3 separate regions of the Danio rerio genome follow, and regions 2 and 3 are each linked to region 1. The links are chromatin contacts, called in public HiCAR-type and Micro-C maps. All regions are on one chromosome and are shown on one strand. The core of a region is the stretch at or near the end of the contact, and the rest is flanking DNA. Distances in the headings are between cores, read along the strand shown.

Evidence for each region. A called contact is a pair of places that touch in the nucleus more often than the background predicts. HiCAR-type assays count read pairs that join an accessible place to other places.
Region 2: a contact with region 1 is called in a HiCAR-type map of caudal fin, with 6 times the contacts expected there. The contact joins the promoter of micall2b here to the promoter of pmm2 in region 1. A contact is called at or near these places in 2 of 4 datasets of contacts at active chromatin or transcription factors (caudal fin and embryo).
Region 3: a Micro-C map of caudal fin shows a contact between it and region 1, with 8 times the contacts expected there. The contact joins the promoter of gaa2 here to the promoter of pmm2 in region 1. A contact is called at or near these places in 3 of 18 Hi-C or Micro-C datasets (caudal fin, embryo and hematopoietic stem cells) and 1 of 4 datasets of contacts at active chromatin or transcription factors (embryo).

Annotation. Positions count from the first base shown.
Region 1 is chr1:11,262,339-11,266,814 of GRCz12tu, forward strand. pmm2 (phosphomannomutase 2) reads left to right here and starts at 2,139. Exons shown (of 8, transcript NM_200084.1): 1 at 2,139-2,506. The coding sequence starts at 2,432. mad1l1 (mitotic arrest deficient 1 like 1) reads right to left here and starts at 279. Exons shown (of 18, transcript NM_200912.2): 1 at 188-279.
Region 2 is chr1:10,900,886-10,905,361 of GRCz12tu, forward strand. micall2b (mical-like 2b) reads right to left here and starts at 2,023. Exons shown (of 17, transcript NM_001312897.1): 1 at 1,662-2,023. The coding sequence starts at 1,804.
Region 3 is chr1:10,941,824-10,946,299 of GRCz12tu, forward strand. It overlaps gaa2 (alpha glucosidase 2), which reads right to left and starts at 2,272. Exons shown (of 20, transcript XM_068220999.2): 1 at 2,219-2,272.

The DNA.
Region 1 (4,476 bases), core at 889-3,388:
TAACGCTAAAAGCGCGAATAGATCAGTGCGCTTAGTTAGCAAGCATTCGGCTAACTTTACCTCTCTAATGTTCCACAATAAACCGGTTTTACTCTCAGAATTACACATAAGACGAATGTAAACCATGTAACACACTTGTATCCTTCCAAAATAACAGATGATATTGAACCCCGTGCCTCACACTTACACTCGTTTCTCTCTTGTCGCTGAAGCCTCCAGTAGTTTGAACTTGCTGCAGTTTTGTTTTCGTTGGTTGAGAAGCCGCTACTTCTCATGTGTGGAGGAGAGCAGCGCGGGTTCACGCAACGACACAACAGCGCCATCTCAGTGGATGGGCGGACTGGATTTCTTTACGCTAGATGGCAAGCCAAACTAGCCATGACTACTCGTCTTAGCATTTTAAAAAAATAATTAAATTTTAGAACTGTTCAGTTCCTGCTGTTAATAAAGACAGGTATCTAAATCAATTATTGCTACAATTTGAGAGTTCTCCTAAGGGACAGCTAACTCAAAATTGGGTTAATTTACTCACCCTTTGTGTAAGATATATGCTTTTTCCTCCCAGTTGACAATTAAAGATTTTTAGCTGAATTGGAGATTCATATAATGGGAGTCACATGTTACCGTTATTCAGCATTGAAAGTAATATATGCGTTCATGAACGAATTGTTCTTTTTAACCAGATCTTAAGTGAACCGGTCCAACCAGTTCACCAAATTGAACTGAATTGTTTGAAATGGTTCGTGTCTCCAGTTAGCACTTATTCACAAATTACATTTTTAACATACCTGATGATACTCTGACTCGAAATAAAACAATTACCTAAGTTATTCAGTGACTAGAACAGTCCACTGAGATTAGATTTGAGAACTGGTGAACTAATACTGTGCATACGTGATTTAGCAAACATGAACCAAACACAAACAACACATGACAGCCTGTTGGAACTGAACCAAACTTGGACAAATAAGTTGGACAACAAAGAAAGTGAAATGTATATTTATTTCATTATATAAAATCGTAGTGGAATTTTATTAGCAAGCGAATTATGCTTCATTTGGGTTGCAAAATGTAATTGTAAGAAAATTTTCAGATCATAGTGATGTTTTAACAGACTGAGGTTGTGATTGCTGACTATATATTTTGATATGTTGAATGGGATTGTCATTCCGTCATCGTGGCGTATAGAGTATAGGCTGATTTATTCTTTTGCGTCAAGCGATTGATGTGACCCACGGCACATGCCTTGTGCATAACTGTGCATTTATACTTCTGCATGCTGCTTGTGTTGCTCTACAATACACCTCCGAAAAGTTGAGTTTCTTCGCGGGTGTTTTTAATGCTACTGTAAAGGAAATGGCAGACGTGCAACATCTTTAATCAAAAGGTAAACACAAATAAAAGTTTCCATCTGCAGCGCCTCCATGGGATTCAACACTTACAAACACTCGCTTCAACAGGCTCACTGCTCTCCTGCAGCTCGCTCCAGCTGAGAAAACTGCTTAAACCAGTCTAATCCGGTTGGCTGGTTTTAGCTGGTTGACCTGCCTGGTTTTAGAAGGGTTTTGGCCATTTCCAGGCCGTTTTCCAGCCATTTCAGCCTGGTCTTAGCTGGTCAGGCTGGAAAATGACTGGCTTAAACCAACTAAAACCAACTTAACCAGCCTGGTTTAAGTTGGACATCGCTGGTTTTGGCTGGGCTTCCAGCCTTTTTAGGCTTGTCAAGCTGGATTTAGCTTCTCATCTCCCAGCCTGACCAGCTAAGACCAGGCTGGAAACAGCTGGAAACCAGTCTGGAAATGGCCCTCTAAAACCAGGCTGGTCAACCAGCTAAAACCAGCTAACCAGCTAAGGCTGGTTTAAGCTGTTTTTTTTTTTCAGCAGAGGTGGCTCCGCATACGCTTCACCGCTACCAAGTCGACCAATCGCTTGCACCATGTGTTGTCACGATTTGTAGTTACTTTTTTGAGAGGTGCAAGTTTACAGCGAGAGGTATGCAACTTATAGGGCTATAGTCAACCTTAAATTGATCTGTGATTCATAACTGCTGCTGAAGAGCTGTCCAAAAGATCCGATTCGCGGAAAAGATCCGAACTTCCCCGCACTATTGAAAGCTAAGTTGGCTTGCCATATGCAGCACTTACATATAAATTTGAATTGGTCGCATTGTCATTCACTACAATAACAACGTGGCCCATACATAGGGAAAACAGGTTATCCTTCTTATTTATGAAGTTGTTTGTCTGCTGTTGGCAGATGTTGTACACGTGGAGGTCGCTCACTCTGACGTACAGCTCTGGCGCTTCAATACACTTCCGACAACACGGAAGATGTGACGTTGCACTGCTGAATGAATGAACTGACTGCCACTGAGTCTTCATAAAACTTCATACAGAGGAGATATTGATTTCTAAAGTTTCCAAATATCACAATGTCTGGTTCTACCGTGGATTCGACAACGCTGTGTCTGTTTGACGTGGACGGGACTTTAACAGCAGCTCGTCAAGTGAGTGAATTAATGCGGAAGGCATTAGCTAGCTATGTTAACTAACTGTTAATCTCATATCTCCTAAGATATGGCTGCAATCGATGATAATGATTGATTTACAATCGCTTATCTATGGACTGACAGTTACCTTTAAAACGAAAGTGACGCGGAGTGACTGAAATAATGTGAAATGATCCACTTTATTAACATTATCTGGTTTTCTGTGTAGTAAAGTGAAAGACGAAATTACTTTTCAATACAACTTTGCATTTTACTCCGTGCAATAATGTGTTTCTTATAATTTTTTGTTTCTTCTGAGCAAAATACATGTTTACCATCATTCACAGAAGATGCTGAATTATGAAATGTCATTCAAAACACCATAAATATTTGTTGAATAAAACAAACCAAAATTGTACCTCCAAAATTAATTGACATTTTAAATCTTTATACTTTGCCATCATTCAAAACACTACTTGTACCTGTGTCGTTTATTAATATTAACTAAAATTTAATAAAGCAAATCCAGCGTTATGGATGTGACATTTGCAAATCTCAAAACATATATTCACAAAGAAATTGTACATTAAAACTTTAGTTTATTTTTTCAGAACAACTGACCACAGAAAGCAGAAAAATATTAAATTAAAAATATAAAATTGAGGGAGCAGAAAAATATCAATCTGTAAAGATTTTTTTATATTTTAAATGAGAAGAATAAACATGTGTTATGGATGTGATCAAAAAAGTCTGTGAGTTGACAGTATACAACATAATTTGTAGAAATTCTTATGTTATAATTATAGAAGTTCTTTATAGAACTTAAATGATTGATTTTATTTTTTGTAATTTTTTTGCATTTATGAAGAAAAAGTGTTATGGATGTGACAGATATGAAATTGTCACTTGTGCGACTTTGGTAAATTAAATATAATTCTGTAGTTTGAAAACATTAACAGAAACATTTTTGAGTGTTTCTAAAGTACTGCAAAATACTTGCTTACACAAAAAACTTAAGGTTTCCAGATTTTAGTGGAAACTTTTTTTCATGGCACGGTTGACATTTGCATGGAATTGCTCAATATGATCACTCATCTTTATATATTTTAATATGAGCAGTTAAAAATTACATTTTTGCATGTGTTTTGCTATATGGTAATGGATGACTTAATTGCATTTAATATGCTTTCAGTGGATATAAAAATCACTTGCCAATATAATTTGATGCTGACACCAAAACCAGATACCTAATTTTTTACTCATTACCATCACGTGACTTTTGATTGCTGTAATCAGATGGAAATCAGACTGTAAATGTATGTTTATGAAGTCAAAAATGAATGTGTGAGTGTAGTTTTGTGGCTGTAAAACTATTTTATTATCTGATCTTCTTTCTTGGCACATGCTAAATGACATACTACTGTTTATGGCTATTACAAATACCTCCTATGTTTAGCCTGCTTGTGGTATGAAGATGTTATATATAAACAGAAGTATAAAGATAGTCATGAACTGACCTTTTAAACATCGCCTGGTACTGTAAATAACGATTGAAAACTTGACTCATGTAGACATGTATATATATGACATGTATGTTTGGTATAAAAAAAGATGATACAATTTTTATTCTTTCATTCTCCTTGGGCTTAGTCCCTTTATTTATCAGGGGTTGCCACAGAGGAATGAACCACCAACTTATCCAGCATATGTTTTACACAGCGGTTGCCTTGATGCAAATTTCATTTTGGAAAATATTCCAGGTCTAGACTTCTTAAAAATGAAAAGTACCTCAATTTTTGGATTTATTTTTAGGAATGAATGTATTTATTATTTTATTTAAATGTAAAATAAGTCATCTTGAGGCACTCTTGAACATTAAAAAACAAGTCTGTAAGTTTTGCAAGCTTTCAGAAATGATAATTATCTATTTCAAAGGGAAAGAGGATGATTAGATGTCACACCTTTTACTCCATTATATATATATATAT
Region 2 (4,476 bases), core at 773-3,272, 360 kb before region 1:
GATATTCTGAACCTTTAATCATTCCATTTCAAGTTGTACAAGTTCCAGTGCACTCTTCAGTTTTAACTTTCACTTATCTAAAATAACAAGATAAGATTGTTATCTAAAATAACAAGTTTTAAAAGTTCTCATGCCATCCAAAGTTCTAATTTGTTCTAACTATGCCATTCAGTGTAACTTTTTGTTCACTTTGGAATCCTAATGTTCTTATTTTTGTCATAAACTTACTTCTAACGCAACATTTAGTTCTAAAAGTTCTATGCTCTGATTATAACATTGTGATATTTATTAACTCAAGTCATTAGCATATTAAACGATAATCACATCATCTTAAGGTCAACATGTTCCAGTGCTCTCTTCATAAATTTTTCACAACTTAAATCTAAAATGAGTTTTAAAAGTTTTCATGTAATCCAACGTCCTAAATTCTCCAACTACTCCATTGTAACTTTAGTTTGGAAATTTAAAATGTTGTTTTTTGTCACAAATTCTATAGCAACACTAGTTTTAGTCTTCATTTTGTGATATTTTTAATCCAAGTTATTTAGTAGCCTATTAACCCTTCAATAATCTCATCATCTCAAGGTCAAAAAGTACCAATGCTCTCTTCAGTTTTAATTTTCATAACTTAAGTTTAAAATAAGTTTTCATGTCATCCAATGTTCTAAAAGTTCCATCTACACCATTGTAACTTTAGTTTGGAATTCTAAAGTTTTTACTTTTTTGTTGCATATTCTGTTACAACATTAGTTTTAGTCATATATCTGATATATTTTTAACCCAAGTTATTAAGTAGCCATTAAAAATATAATAATCTTATCATCTCTAGGCCAACTAGTATTAATGCTATCTTCTGTATAAATGATTACAACTTAAGTTTAAAATATGTCTTCATGTCATCCAACATTCTAAAAGATCCATCTTCATTTTGCTCTAGCTTGGAATTCTAAATATTCTTACTCAAATTCTAATGCAACATTAATCCTAAAAGTTTTATGTTTTAGTCATAATTTGTGATTTTTTTTACCCAAGACATTGAGTAGCCTATTAAACATTCAATAATCTCATCATCTCAAGGTCAATAATTACCAAATCTCTACTCAGTTTTAATTTTCACTACTTAAGCTTAAAATAAGTTGTCACCCAAACTAAAGTTGGAACGTTGGAATTCTTAATGTTCTTCCTCTTTTGGTCACAAATTCTATATTCTAAATGCAACATTAGTTCTAAAAGGTTTATGTTTTAGTCATAATGTCATGAAAATGTTACTTAGGTAGCCAATTAAACGTTTAATTTTCTCATCATTCTCAAGGTCAAGTACCAGTGCTCTTCTCAAGTTTTAAACGTTAGTTTAAAAGGTCTAACGCTTTTTTTAAACACAGATTTTTCTTTAACCTAAATACAAAAACTTTTATGTTTTCATGTTACAAAAAGCAATAAAACTTTTACTGCATAACAAGATACAACGTCCTCGTCAAAAGTGTAGTTTGTTTTGAGCCAGTTCAGCGCTCCTGAGGAGAGGTATAAACTATAATCAAACTATTCGTTTGAATGTGAAACATTTAATTTCACGTCAAGCGTCCAGAAGCGGTGTGTTTTCTGAATACGATGCAACGCCAAACCGCGCGTTGTTTTACGGGGGAGCTGCTGCTAATACTTACATCAAGTCCGGTCTGTGTTTGTGAATTAGAGCGCAGAAAGCCAAACCGTCCCGGAAAGATGTGGTCATGTTGGTTATCGACACGTCCCGGTATCCTTCACACTGGATCTTGCACCACTGTTGAAGCGCTTTCACAGCAGCCATGGTGCAAATGCGACTCAACCACGGACGACTACTGACTGGGAAGCTGAAATATCCTCTTTCCGAAGTGGTGAAGACGGTCAGGAACGCTGAATGCTGAAGGATTTTTGCTTAATCTCTCACACACACAAACACTCACCACTAATTTCACCGTCAGCTGCAGTTAAGAAATCCCTGAAACTCCTGAGAAGAAGCGTTATGACGTCTTGTTCATGGGTGGAGTTTAAGGTGAGGGATTTTTAAACACTTCCCTCACTCAAGGCATATGATGATAGCAGATGGTGATATCATGCTACTTTCAAACCAGTCACGTGCTTTTTTTCTCATTCTCCTATTTCTGAAAAAGGGAGTTGGATGATGTCTAAATATTAGCTTCTGATCTACATTAATCATTCTTTAACATAAAAGCTCTGAAAACATCTGGTACTATTGAACAGTTTTTAAGTAAATGGAATGTTGTTGTTCCTTCAATATATTCCCTAAATATTCTGTTAGTCATGGTTTATTGATTTATACTTATGTGGGGGAAACAATCTTTTAAACTGTAAAATGATATTTATTTACTAAACATTTAAGTTACTAATTTATTATATAATGTTTTTGTTCAACGACAGTGTCATCGGTTATCTTGAAAAATATGAAGGTAATTTTATTACTCCCAAAACTCTAGACTACAAGACTAACAAAGTGTACGTTCATTCAGTTACATTAACTGTTATCAATTAAATAACCGGTTGGTAAAGTTATAAATAAACTTTGGTCCAGTAACATTTCCAAAGTAGGGCAACACAATGGCTCAGTGGTTAGCACTGTCACCTTACAGAAAGAAGGTCATTGGTTCAAGTCCTGGCTGGACTAGTTGGCATTTCTGTGTGGAGTTTGCATGTTCTCCCCGCGTTGGTGCTCTGGTTTATCACACAGTCCAAAGCCATGCGCTATAGGTATGTATCTAGTGAATGTGAGTGTGTATGGGTGAATCCCAGTACTGGGTTGGAGCCGGAAGAGCGTCCGCCGTGTAAACATATGCTGGATAAGTTGGCCATTCATTCCCTGGTGGCGACTCCTGATGAACAAAGGGACTAAGCCGAAGGAAAATGAATGAGTGAATGAACATTTCAAAAGTTATTGGTCTTAACAATGTTTTTAATCTTATCAAAACAATAGCACAAAAGTTTGCTTAATGGAACATTTCTTCTTCATTATTTTTAAAGGTTAAAAAGGGCTGTGTGTGCTTCAGAACCTCAATGTTCTCAAGAAAATAATAACTAATAAACATTTTTGTTAGCTGGGATGGGTCAAAGTTTAAAGGTTCAAGTTATTTAGTCAAATTATTTCACAAAAGTGATTTAAAATGCATAAAATTGCAATCAAATGCAAAAGATTACTTTTATGTTCATATTATGGAAATAAAATATCAAAATAAAAATGTGATATCAAATAAAGTGAAATAATGTTCTGTCATGCATCATAACAGAAAAAATAAACTTACTCAAGCAAATGTTGATAAAATTATTCAATTCATGTTTATTTCTATATCGCTTTTACAATGTAGGTTGTGTCAAAGCAGCTTAACAGAAGTTCTAGTAAAAGTGACAGTACTATTTTATAAAAAAGAGAAAAGATTACAGTTTTATTTACAGACGCTAGGACACATTTCTTAATGCTTAGGTAACTTTTGCAAAACTCTTCACACGGTGAGCACAAGTCTATGTGGACTAAACTGAGGATCAATTTTCATTTTTTGGCACAAAATGCATTCAGTGACTACATTTCTCAAATTTCATGAATTCTTTTCTAACTCAGACAAAACAACTGCCAAAAATCTTTGTTAGTACAGGACATTTTGCACTTTTTCAAAATGCTTAAGCTTACGTTCAAAACAATATCATAATGCAAAACTGAATAAGACAGCAAAATTCATCAGCAATATTTTATTGAAAGATATTTCAAATCTAAAAATGCTGTTTTAACCAGCCAGATTAACAGACTGTTGTTTTCATTTTTTTGTGTGTGTTTTGGTATTACTTAGTGCAAAAAAAAAAAAAAAGTTTTCTGAAAAAAGAATTCTGCGTCATGCTTGATTCATTCCAGTAACATATGTTGCAGTTATATACAACATATAGTGCAATTATAAACAGAGATGTGTCCTTGTTTTACACAATAAAACACTGTGTGAAGCTACATGTTGTTAGTGTTTTTTAGGTCATTGTTTTGTGGGTGACAAAGTATGTTTGTCGGCTGTCAACCTTTGCTAGTGTTCTGGAAAAAGGAGTTTAATTGAGACCTGAATAAAGTGTTTTGGTAGTTGTAGTGCATTTTGAAAGTGAAATGAACTGCTTTGCCAAGCTGAAAGTCGGTTTGGAAAATTTGTGTGAAGAGTTCTGCAAAAGTGATATGAGAAATGTTGTGTCTGTAAAAAAAACTTTATATTCTTTCTGCAGAGTTTGCATGTTCTCACTATGTTGGTGTGGGTTTCCTCCAGGTGCTCCAGTTTCCCCCAAAGACATGCGGTATTTGTGAATTGAATAAACTAAATTGTCCATAGTGTGAATGAGTGCGTATGGGTGTTTCCCAGTACTGGGTTGCAGCTGAAAGTTCATCTGCTGTGTAAAACGTATGCTGGAAAAGTTGGTGGTTCATTCTGCTGTGGCAACCCCTGATGAATAAAGGGACTA
Region 3 (4,476 bases), core at 1,022-3,521, 320 kb before region 1:
TATATATATATATATATATATATATATATACACACACACACACACACATATATATATATATATATATATATATATATATATATATATATATATATTCTTAATATTTTAATATTTAGTCATTTGTTTACTATTAATTTGCTGACACTTTTCCTTTACTAAACCAACATTTTTATAAAGATAAATAAAACACAAGAGCATTAAAGGGACAAATAAATCAATAAAACTGGGATTAGAATGATTAAGTTTTTCATAAATTAATTAGCAAAAAAATGCGACTGTGCCAAGATTCAAATAAAGAATCCAAAATAATTTAATTGAATAAACAAATGAATGAATAATGGAAGCAGATAAATACAAATTAAACAAATAAATAATAAAAAGTTATAAAAATAATTAAACAAATATGTGAATGGGTAAATATAGTATTACATAAAGAAATAGATTGTTTTTTTACAATGTAACTTATTACAGAGATATAAATATTTTGTAAATAATATTTTAGAATGAATATGTAATATTTATTTTGATGGGTCTTTAATTTTTCAGGATGGGGGTTCCTCAAACTTGGATGACCAAATTGGGCACTCTGACATGTCTGTAATTTGTTAAAATATGTTATATATGCCTCAATTTGTTATTAAAACCTTTTTAGGTATTGACAATGTGTGTTGTATGATGCCGAAATGTCCTACTTAACAGTGATTATACTTCTATATCTGAAGCTAGCAAATAAAATAAAAAAATATTTGCATTTTCTTTATTTTATTTGCATGCAACATCATTAAAATCATTTACAGACTTGATAACCAAATCATTTAATTAATGAGAAATCTTTTCAGGTATCAGCAGTTCTTCAGTCTCTGCAAGAAACCACAGTGACGGCACCATAAATCAGGGACTTTCTTAAGTAACTTTTTTCAACTGCAACTATAGGAAAGAAGAACTACAAAGGGAAGTGGCTACTGGAGGAAGCAGTCCTATTGGAGAGAAAATAAATCAGATTTGATACCGTACCTCTTCTACGGAGAGATTCATGCTATTTGCTCCTTATTTCCAAAATGAAAAAAATCAAGCATGCAAAGATAGTTACATTTTTAATGATAAAACGTGTTATAAGAGTAAAATAACCAAGCTGGTTTTATATTCAGATAGTCAGACATTCCCCTTAATAATATCATTTCAGAAAAGTATTCTTTGTTAATTCTAAATAGGCAAAAAAATCATACTAGCAGCCAGTGATTATCAAAACACAGCATTGTTTACAGTCAGTTAGATAGTACTAATCTTGTTTTTAAGTTGATAAAACCAAACCAAACCAACCTACTTGTGTACAACTGTTGGCCAAGGCTGGTGCTCACAACGTTTAAGACAAAAGCACGAATGTTCAGCAACAGCATAGAAGCTAAATATTTGATTGACAGGCCATATCTCATTTCAGTTTTTAGATAATGCAGAGACCAGAGTCCAACAAACAAGTTAAACTACACAATCCATACAAACACACGCCGTGCTTCCTAAATACCCCGGTATAGGAATATTCTCATGTTAGAATAATCACAAAACCTCTGCAGCACATTGATGAAAATATTATTTTAATTTCCAATCTTCAGAAAAAAAGACCGTGCCAAGCCAGACACCATTACATGACACAAAGAAAGAAAGGCACAAAAATGTTTGTATTAACAATGTAAATGCATTTCTCATGTGTGGCTAAAAAATATATATGCTAACGCTAACGTGTATTGGCTTTCCACTTATTTATTTTTAATGAATGGCGCATTGCATACATTTTTCCAGGCACATCACACATCATATATCTGTTGCACAAAATGAACAAGACTGAGCCTTACATGAAACATTCAGCAGCACACACAACATATTAAATGCATACTTACTTCTTATGCAGAAAAAATATCTGATGCTATATGGTTTTGGTGTCTAACAGGCTACATTACATCGGCAAACATGCTCTGGTCAAGCGCGCTGGTAAATGTTACGGATATTTCATGTCTTATGAAGTTGCTGTTGTTGTGCGTGTCCTACGGTAGCGATAAGAATCTGATTCACTTAGTAAATCGGCTCTTTAAGACAGATCATTACAGTGAACCGGTTCACTGGTTCAATCTGGTCCTCGCAAAAAAAAAGCTTCAGCGGAATTTTTGATGATTTGTTTTTTTTGTTTGTGTGTGGTAAAGTGATGTAAATTGCATTTTCTCACCCATATCTCAGTTTTGACTCTTTATGTAGATTGTATCACTTTGCGAATTGATTTGAATGAAGCCTCGCAAAGAGCCGGTTAAAAATAATGATTTCTTCTCTGCTTTCTTTACTTTCTCTCCAGTTATTTCATTACTGCCATCTACTGGTCTGGAAACAATTTATTTTATTGGATTGATTTGTTTGAGAACCTAAAAACGAAATAGGAAAACTTAATATTCAAATAATTTGAAAAAAATAAATAAATAAAAATAAATAAAATAGAAAGTTTAATTACTGAAATTTCAAAATAATATATGCAAATGCACGAATATAATGACTTAGACAATAGAAAATGTAGTATTCATATGTGTATGTGCCATTTGTCCAGCAGATGGCAACTCAATCTAATATACTAACGTTAAAATAAATTAAAGTAAAAATGTTCACATCAAGAATCATATAGGTTAAAACTAAAAAATAAAGGCTATATTATATTTTTAGCATCTTGACCCTAGAGCCACAAATAAACATCTTATGAAGATTTTAAAAAGATTATGTGAAACTAAAAATAAATAATACATTTATTTATTATATGGGCCTATATTAATAAAACAACATTCATTCAATTATTTTCCTGCGGCTTAGTCCCTTTATTCATCAGGGCTCGCCACAGCGGAATGAACCGACAACTTATCCAGCATATGTTTTACACAATGAATGCCATTCCAGCTGCAACACGGTAATGGGAAATAATAAATCCAGGTAGCAAAGAATTCTGGCCCTGATTTGGCCTTAATCTAGCACAGCAGGTATTCATCCGGCATACAGCATGTGGGCCAAACATGGACCTGGTTTGGCAGAGGTGGCACCGTCTTAAAGGCGGCACCCAACACTTGGGCCAGATGTAACGTAGTATTTGGCCCAGATGGTAATAACTGATATGAAAGTTTGGTCTATCTTGACCCACATTTAAAATACATTTTTATTATTTTCAAGAAAAGAAAAAAAATTCTTCCAATCAGGTTGAGAAAAAGCATGCAGATAGCACGCCTAAAGCGCAATGATTCATGGGTTTATCAGTTTCATTGCATTCGTGATACACCAACATATCTGGCCCAGTTCAGGCTCAGTTATGGGTTAACTTAGCCGAGTCCATGTTTGGCCCTTGTCTGGAAGCCAGACTTGCAGTCATGTACCGTAATTCACTGTGGCATGTGGGCCAAGCAAAAGCGGATTGTGTTGGCCAGAGCTGGGCCAGAGATATTCTGCTATGTGGGAAACAACAAATGAAAAATAGTTATTGAAATAAAAACAAGTATTTCACAACATTACAGGTCAAATAGGCCTAAATGTAGCCTTTGTGAGCAGTTTAATCTTTTTCCGAAAAAAAAAAAATAAAATTAACTTTTGTTTTGTCTAATATAAAATAAGTAAATTTCATACAGTACAGTGTATTATTGACGCGGAAAGAAATTAAGCATTTACCCACAGGCCTAGACAACAGACACCGCAGCTTAGAAAAGGAGAAGTGAAGTCAAAAGAATCATTTGATTCAGTCGATTCTCAATGCCTTTGATGTTTGCTGACTGAATTTAATTTGATTCAATAAAGGGAAGGCTGGCAGTGGTTAGCACTGTCGCCTCAAGGTTGCTGGTTCGAGTCCCGGCTGGGTCAGTTGGCATTTCTGTGTGTAGTTGCTTGTTCTCCCCATGTTCGTGTGGGGTTTCCTCTGGGTGCTCCGGTTTCTCCCTCAGTCCAAAGACATGCGCTATAGGTGAATTGAATAAACTAAATTGTCAGTAGTTTATGTGTGTGAATTAGTGGGTATGGGTGTTTTCCAGTGCTGGGTTGCAGCTGGAAGGGCTTCCTCAGTGTAAAACATATGCTGGATTAGTTGGCGGTTTATTCCGCTGTGGTGACCCCTGATGAATAAAAGAACTAAGCTGAAGGAAAATTAAATGAATGAAAGGGAAGGCAGTCAGTTTTGTTATGAGCAACAATACCCTGAAAAAAAAAACTTTCGAGCAGTTCTTCATTCAATTAAAATGTATCTTTCTTTTCAGTTTAATATTATTTGTTTCATTATTCAAGTACTTAATTTTAAGTTCAAACACATAGTTAAACATAGTTAAGTCACATAGTTAAATATTATTATTTTTGATTTAGAGTTCAGCTAAGAGCTATTTTGACTGATGTAAAATTTTAAGGTTATATTCACACAGGTCAGTGCATGCATAGTAATCAAAAGCTCAATATGCTTTGTACTTTCATGCATTA